2 separate regions of the Mus musculus genome follow, and region 2 is linked to region 1. Evidence: chromatin contacts called from public promoter capture Hi-C data. All regions are on one chromosome and are shown on one strand. Each heading gives the region's core, a stretch centred on a gene start, on an enhancer-like site or on the middle of the called end of the contact. The rest is flanking DNA. Distances are from core to core; before and after follow the strand shown.

Region 1 (3,926 bases), core at 528-3,027:
TTGTCTCTAGGGACCCCCCATATATCTTTCTAGACATTTCTGAGAACTCATGTAAATACATGCTGAGCCCCCTCTTTGTAGTTTGTAACCTTTGCTCATTCCATACCATTTTAACAAATATTTTCCTTGAAACACTATTTCTCACCCATTGCATGGAGGTATCACATAGGACTTTATCAGGCATCCTGTTCTCCAGTGTGTGGCTTAGAGCCAGTGGAATGCACGGCGTGTCCGAGAACCACTTCACACAGGGAAGAGAATACAGATTTTTACTCAGCAAGTAACACCAGCTGGGAATGGTGGGGCAGACAAGCAATCCTAGTTACTAGGGATGCTGAGGCAGGAGGATCTTAAATTCAAGTTTAGTCCCTATCTCAAAAATTAAAAAAGAACCCCTCTAACCCCAGCAACTGAGAGGCAGAGGCCAGGGAGATCTCTGTGAGTTCAAGGTCAGCCTGTCTGTTCTACACAATGAGTTCCATGAGAGCCAAAGGTACACAGTGTGATATTTTTAAAAAGGTATGTGTGTCTTTTTTTTTTTCAAATTTTTATTATTTTCTTCATTTACATTTCAAATGCTATCTGGGGAGTCCCCTATACCACGCCCCCCTGCTCCCCTCCCCACCCACTCCCACTTCTTGGCCCTGGCATTCCACTGTACTGAGGCATATAAATTTGCAAGACCAAGGGCCTCTCCTCCCAGTGATTGTCGAGTTGGCCATCTTCTGCTACATATGCAGCTAGAAACACGAGCTCCGGAGGTACTGGGTAGTTCATATTGTTGTTCCACCTATAGGGTTGTAGACCCCTTCAGCTCCTTGGGTACTTTCTCTAGCTCCTCCATTAGGGGCCCTGTGTTCCATCCAATAGATGACTGTGAACATCCACTTCTGTATTTGCCAGGCACTGGCAAAGCCTTACACGAGACAGCTATATCAGGGTCCTTTCAGCAAAATCTTGCTGGCATACGCAATAGTGTCTGCATTTGGTGGCTGATTATGGCACGGATCTCCAGGTGGGGCAGTCTCTGGATGGTCCATCCTTTTGTCTCAGCTCCAAACTGTGTCTCTGTAACTCCGTCCATGGGTATTTTGTTCGTTATTTTAAGGAGGAATGAAGTATCCACACGTTGGTCTTCCTTCCTCTTGATTTTCTTGTGTTTTGCGTGTGTGTGTGTGTGTGTGTGTGTGTGTGTGTGTCTTAACTGGCAGAGCACTTGTCTGTCATGCAGGGGGCGGGGTGGGGGGTGGGGACTGTCTAATCTCCAGCTCTAGTAACAAAAATAAAAGAAGTAAAAAATAAGTAAGAAACGGGGGTGTGTCTAGAGATAGAACATGGGCTTTACACATTTTAGACATCATGAGAAAATAAAGCTGGAAATGACACTGGGCATCCATCTTGGCGCATCTCAACTTTCACACTGCAACCGAGGCGCGCTGTGCAAAGTCAGTGACAATCCGCATTTCCAGACACAGTGGGTTCAGACCTTCCAGGCGCGCACGCGGGCCTCGTGTTCTCGGTTTCCGCGGCGACTCGGCCGACGTCACAGTTAGAAGACAATAGCGACTTTCCCCGCTCAGGCTCCTCGGGAACTTTCTCAGTCCGCACGCTCCAGGAGCCGGAGCTACCCTCCGCCCCGCCCCCAGCGTGCCCCGCGGCCAGGGAGCTCCACGAAGGGCGGGCGGAGGCCGCGGGTAGCGATTGGTTCCGTGCCAAGGTGGGCGTGGTCAGACTCAGGCCTATAAAAGCTCCGTGGCGCCAGGGCCTCGTTTTTTTGCGCGGTCCTTTCCTGCGGCGCCTTCCGTCCGTCGGCTTCTCGTCTTGCTCTCTCTGGTCCCTCCGGAGGAGGCCGCCGCGCGTCTCCCGGGGAAGCATGGCGATGAAAGCGGTGTGCGTGCTGAAGGGCGACGGTCCGGTGCAGGGAACCATCCACTTCGAGCAGAAGGCAAGGCCCGGGGCGCGGGGCGCAGGCCGCGGTGACGCGGCGCACCTGTGCGGGAGCACGCCACGCCCCCGCCACGGCCTGAGCCCGCTAAGTGCTGAGTCACCGTGGCCTGGGGCAGGGGCTGGGCGCCGGGAAGCGAGGCCCGGGGCGCCGCGGGGCCTTCCGGGCGGGCGGGGGCCTCCCCGCGCCCCGGAGCGGCTGGGCCTGCCCGGGAGAGCCGGCTTGGCATCCGTTATCCTTCTGGGGCTGCTGCTTTTCCGGTGTCCGTGTCCCACAGGCTCAGAGCCCCGTGGCCACCGGCTGCGATTGTTGTAAGAATATTTGAACCCGGTGGTGCCAGACCGGACTAAGGCCGCAGGACGCGTTTGCGGCACTTTAAAGCAAAGTCCTGGGCTGTTCTGTACTAGGTCAGGGTCGTGTCGCAAGGCGGAAAGAAAGAGATGGCCTTGGACAGCCGTCCCTTGCTTTGCACTCCAGAGAGAGACCCGGCTGTGGGTTTTTTCTACCACAGCGAGTTTCTGAGCACATTTTGGAAAAGTACATAGAGATATTTTCGAAAATACTGTGACCCTGCAAAAACACATGCGTCACAGGGAAGATGTGTGTGGTAAGGTTGTGTCCAGAGCCTTAGGGAGGTTACCGTTGTTGTATTCACCTTAATCCCGAGAGAATATTTGATAAATGAGCGTTATGTGCTCTCTGAAGTGGTGGACATACGTGTGAGAAGGCAGACACCATAGTGAATCCCAAGTGTTTGGTTTACGACGAGAACTGATAACGGCAATTTAGAGTTTTTCGTAACTAGCCTCGTTTCCAGCAGTTTCTTGGCATTGAAATGCGTTTTGTTGTTTTCCTGTGGAAGTTTTTTGTTTTTGTCTTTTTCTCCTCCCCACGTAATTCACTGTGAGAAAGACGAAGTTCGGCTGGGTCTTACCCCTGTGTGTGGGTTTCTGTCATCTTCCACCATGCCATGCCAGAGCAGCTCGCACTATTTTTGTGACGCTGCAAACTACACATCGCTGGTGCCCTTTGTACCCAATGAAACGATAGTTAAGCATTCCAGATTGGCAGTTGTAATCAAAGCTGGTTGATTTAACCTGTTGCCAACTTTTCAGAATCAGATTTTTCTACCCAAAGTTCATATTCCCTTATTCTGTTGCAAAAGTTGGACATTTAAAAAAAAAAAAACCTAAAAAATGATTGTCCTTGCTTGTTGGTCGGTTGCTCTTACATTTTCTCCCTATTGCTACACTTTCTGGAGCAGTACTAATTTGAATTTTGGGTGTTCTTTTCTTTTTTGTTAAGTGGCAAATTTTCTAGATTTGGATAGCTAATGAGATTTTTTTTTTAAGGTAGCTCTGGTTAGACCCAAATGGATCTCCACAGGCAGTAGGACAAAGGCATTTTCTGACCACTAAATAAAAATAGGGGAACTGATAAAATCACTGAATGTGGAGAACAGGGTTCTCGGCAGCCAGTGTTCTGTAAGAGTCAAGTCTGACAGTGCAGTAGCCATCTCTTCCCCAGGCCTGGCATTCAGTAGCCCCTGTTTGTTCCACCTGGTGCTTTCTAAATGCTGTTCAGTCCAGGTGCCTGCACACATGGCATCTGGCAGCAAGTGTTAGGAGAAGTGTGACAGGGAGAGAGAGGCCTAGAGCTGAGCGTCTCCAGAGCCACCCTGTAGGAAGTGGGTCTACTTGGATCTGAACATAGGTTTGATTTTCACTGTTGTGTGTTTTGACTTGAGCTTTTTACTGTGCTTGGTTAGGGTGTAACCCAGCAACAGCCCTGGTGCAGGAGTATTTACACTCAAACTTGATGTCTTCATTTTTGTATTTTTTTAAATCAAGGCAAGCGGTGAACCAGTTGTGTTGTCAGGACAAATTACAGGATTAACTGAAGGCCAGCATGGGTTCCACGTCCATCAGTATGGGGACAATACACAAGGTAGGTCCTAGGCTGGCTAGTGACCAGTGATGGA
Region 2 (3,926 bases), core at 433-2,932, 1.4 Mb after region 1:
AAGATCCGAGTGGTCTTCATGCACACTGTGTTTATCATTGTATCTGGAATTCTTAACAGTGATCTACAAAACAGCAAAGAGCAGTTGGATACACTTGTACTATCAGTCATTTTCTTTTCATCAATAACCAGGTAAGGGTATGGGTTCCATGTCCTTAGTAAGCTTTGGTTCTTGGGGGCAAGAGAATGGGTTGAGGTGTGGTTCCCAGCACCCACATGGCAGCTAATAAATGTCTCTCACTCTGGTTCCAGGGGGTCTGACTCCTTCTGGCCCACTCAGGCATTGGACACACATGGTGCACAGCCATAGTGTAGGCAAAACACCATATGTATATAAAAAAGAAAGTCAGTTCTTTGTAACAATGTTGCTAAACAAGAATATATAAGTATCTATGACTTTTCTTGGTGCAGCTAGAAAATGACAGTGATGTTTGGCTATCACATAGTGTGACAGGAACTGAAGTCTACTGCTTGAAGACAGGGTTTCTCTCTGTGTAGCTCTGGTTGTTCTGGACTCACTTTGGAGACCAGGCTGGCTTCAAACATAGAGAGATCCACCTGCCCCTGCCTTCCATGTTCTGGGATTAAAGACATGCATACCTCCGCCCGGATCCAATGCACAGAATTTTAGATCTAGAAAGTTGTTAAAACTCATCTAACCTAATTTTCTCATTTTATAAGAAAACGGGTCCAGAAGGTTAAGCAACTCTTAAGGTTAACCAAAGAACTTACATTACCAGGTACTGCAAATGGTTAGGTTTGGGGCACAGTAAAGCTTAACTGCTTTTTGCTTGTTTGTTTTTGAGATAGGGTCTCTCTACATAGCCCTGGCTGTCCTGGGACTCATTATGTAGACCAGGCTGGACTTGAACTCACAGAGGTCAGCCTGCCTCTGTCTCCTGAGTGCTGGGACTAAAGGAGAGCATCCAAGCCCCACACTTGGCTTAGCTATACTCAGCAAATTACACATTTCCCTGAGCACAATTTGTGTTGTTGTTTTGTTTTGCATACAGTGTAGAATGGTCGTCACCATTTCCAAGTATCTAACTTGCTGCATATCAAACAGGGAACATACAGACCGGTACTCAGTGGGACACCAGATGGGACTGAGAATCAAGAATGCAAGCGACTTTAAGGTCTGCACCTCGCTATTTGCTAGGTGCCAGGGCAAGGAAGGGCGATAAAGGGTGAGAGAGCTTTTGCTGTATTTAAAAACGCATGGTCCTGTGGAAAAAGATACTGAACACTGACGAAAGGCAACGGAGTACTTACTGGAGGATTACTGATCCTTTGAATGTAAGGTGCGTTTTAGAAGTCATGGTAGCCCGATGTCACAATATAGGGGTCAGTGGATTTTAGAGTTGTCTGGGATGCCGGTGGTTATGCTCACCGTGGTGAGGGGTGCCTCAGAAGAGTGTCGGTCCGCTGCACCCCCTACTCACCTTCACAGACGTGATGGGGGTTCAGCGGCTCGAAGCTCAAGCTGCGCCTTTGCGCAGCACGCGTGGCCCGCTCCGTCCCTGTCTCGGCTACTGGACCCTCTGCCGCGCTACACTGCAGAGCCTTTCTTCATACCTTACTACGACAGGTAGTTTCCCTCACCAGGGACAGCGATCTCTTTCTTATAAAACCATCCCCCACGGAACAGAGGACAGACTCCCCTGGACGCTTGTTGTTGTGCCGGGGGCGATAGGCCCCGCCTCTACCCGCTTTCGAGGGCAGGGTTCGGCCGATTTGGATTGTGGGAAATGTAGTTCTCCGGCAGGTGCAGAGTAGAGGCATTAGGGCCTGGAGAGGAGTTATGGCTTGTGATAGATTTGTGACCCCAACGTGTATGTAATTTGAAGAGCACTGACCTCAGTAAATTGTTTTAAATGGAGGAAGATTAGGCCGTTTGCCTCTATGGGACACCTGCACCGTCAGTAGGCTTCTTTAAGCCTAGAAAGATGGTCTTTCCTTCAACCAAGTTTGGATTAAAGGTGTGCGCCACCACTGCCTGGCCCAGCCAAGTTTGTTTGGGTGGATGGCTCTTGTTTTTTGACACTGTCTCCCTTAGCCCAGGCTGGCCTCACACTCGCTATGTAGTAAAGAGGGATTTTGGGTTGCACATCCTCCATGCTTCCGTTTTCCAGGTGCTGGGATTACACAGTAAAATTGCTACTTGTTTATGGAATGTTGGGGATATAAAACCAAGGGCTTATGCATGCAAGGCAAGTTCTGTCAGGGCTCTGCGTATTGTACGATACCTCACCCCATTGAGCACCGCACATAGCCAGGGGTTGGAAAAGAAGGGAAAAATGTGTCTTTGGTTTTATTTTATTCTTTATTATTTTATTTTTATTAATTATTATTATTTGGTTTTTTTGAGACAGGGTTTCTCTGTGTAGCCCTGGCTGTCCTGGAACTCACTCTGTAGACCAGGCTGGCCTTGAACTCAGAAATCCACCTGCTTCTGCCTCCCAAGTGCTGGGATTCCCTGCCTCTTGTCTCTTGAATGGTTAAAGACATGTCACCGCACTCCATCCTAAAGATACAGTTTTAAAAAAATTAGCGGCACACTTTTAATCCCAGCATATAAAGGCAGAGTCAGGTGGATCTCTGTGAGTTTGAGGCCAGTCTAGTCTGAAACTCTGTAGACCAGGCTGGCCTTGAACCCACTTGCCTCTGCCTCCCAAGCGCTGAGATGAAAGGTGCGTGCCACATCTGGCTTTGAAAATCTTATTACACCGGTTATGTTTTGTATGTGTAGTTTCGTGTTTTGTATGCTGTGGTCTCTACTGGTGGAGTTGGTTGTCTGCTTCTGTCGTGTGGATCCTGGTGGTCAAGCTTGAATGAAGGTAGAGTCTTTACAGGTTGGGCTATCTCAATCTTGAATAACTAATGTGTATATAGTAGCCGCTCACACTCAATGTGTCTAAATAGTATTCTGTTGTGACCATCATGAGAGCCAAGCATTGTGGGAGTTTGGCTGTGCTGCCTGAAAAGTGTTAGCCCATCGCCCGGGCTTGCTGACTCAGCACAACCTTCATCTGGGTCCACTGCTCCCACCTGTTGTATGCAAATCTGCCTTAACTGCCAGTGGCTGGCGGAGGGGCTTGGGTATATAGGCCAGGGAAGGCAATTCAGGAGGCTGGCTAAGCTCTGTAAGGAAGCCTAGTGATGTCTGCCCAGAGTGAGCTTTGGCAGAATGGCCCTGGGTTTGGGACCCAGGGAGAACGGAGACATGGTTTCCTCTTCCCCTGGGAAGGGGTGTGGCAGCATGCCCTGCCGACTCCTCCGCCTTCTATTATCACCTCTGCTATTTTAAGGCGTATTTTGATTTCAGGCAACCAGACACATGGATTCTCCTCTGGAGACCTGGTATCAGCTACTGTAGGGCAAGGCTGGTACTTAAAAAACGGGTGGAAGATTAGCTTGAAATAAAGAGCTAGAGCATTAATGTCCTCTGTTGTTAATCTTGAGTACCGAGGTCAAACTGAACATTCTAATCTCCAGGTCATGGGGTCACCGAGACTTCTAGTAGCTGGTTTCTATGTAAGTGGCTTCCCTAACCCATGGGATTTCCTTCCCACCTGCCAACCGTCCCTTCGACCATGCAGGGCGGCAGTGTAACACTGCAGACAGTTTTTGAGACAGGGTTTCTCTGTGTAGTCCTAGCCCTGGCTGTCCTGGAACTCTATCTGTAGACCAGGCTGGCCTCAAACTCACAGAGATCCGCCTGCCTCCTATGTGCTGGGATTAAAGGTGTGCGCCACCACGTCCTGGATTGCTTAGCCTCTTCTTTTAAGGCTGCAGTTTAAGGATCTGCTGTTGTTTTGAATTTAAAGCTTAAGAGAGGTTTCAACATGGTCTCTAAGTGCCCTCAGGTGAGGAATCCCGTTGTGCCGGCTGCTTGGCAGCTCAGGGTGGCTGGCTGGCTTCCGGCCG

Evidence for each region. Promoter capture Hi-C pulls out the DNA fragments that hold promoters and counts their contacts.
Region 2: a promoter capture Hi-C map of liver shows a contact between it and region 1, with 2.2 times the contacts expected there. The contact joins the promoter of Dnajc28 here to the promoter of Sod1 in region 1. A contact is called at or near these places in 6 of 39 promoter capture datasets (the C10 cell line, embryonic stem cells, hippocampal neurons and 3 more) and 1 of 115 datasets of contacts at active chromatin or transcription factors (embryonic stem cells).

The regions. Positions count from the first base shown.
Region 1 is chr16:90,218,985-90,222,910 of GRCm38.p6, forward strand. Sod1 (superoxide dismutase 1, soluble) reads left to right here and starts at 1,778. Exons shown (of 5, transcript NM_011434.2): 1 at 1,778-1,945; 2 at 3,796-3,892. The coding sequence starts at 1,874.
Region 2 is chr16:91,617,317-91,621,242 of GRCm38.p6, forward strand. Dnajc28 (DnaJ heat shock protein family (Hsp40) member C28) reads right to left here and starts at 1,683. Exons shown (of 2, transcript NM_138664.2): 1 at 1,442-1,683; 2 at 1-63. The coding sequence starts at 38.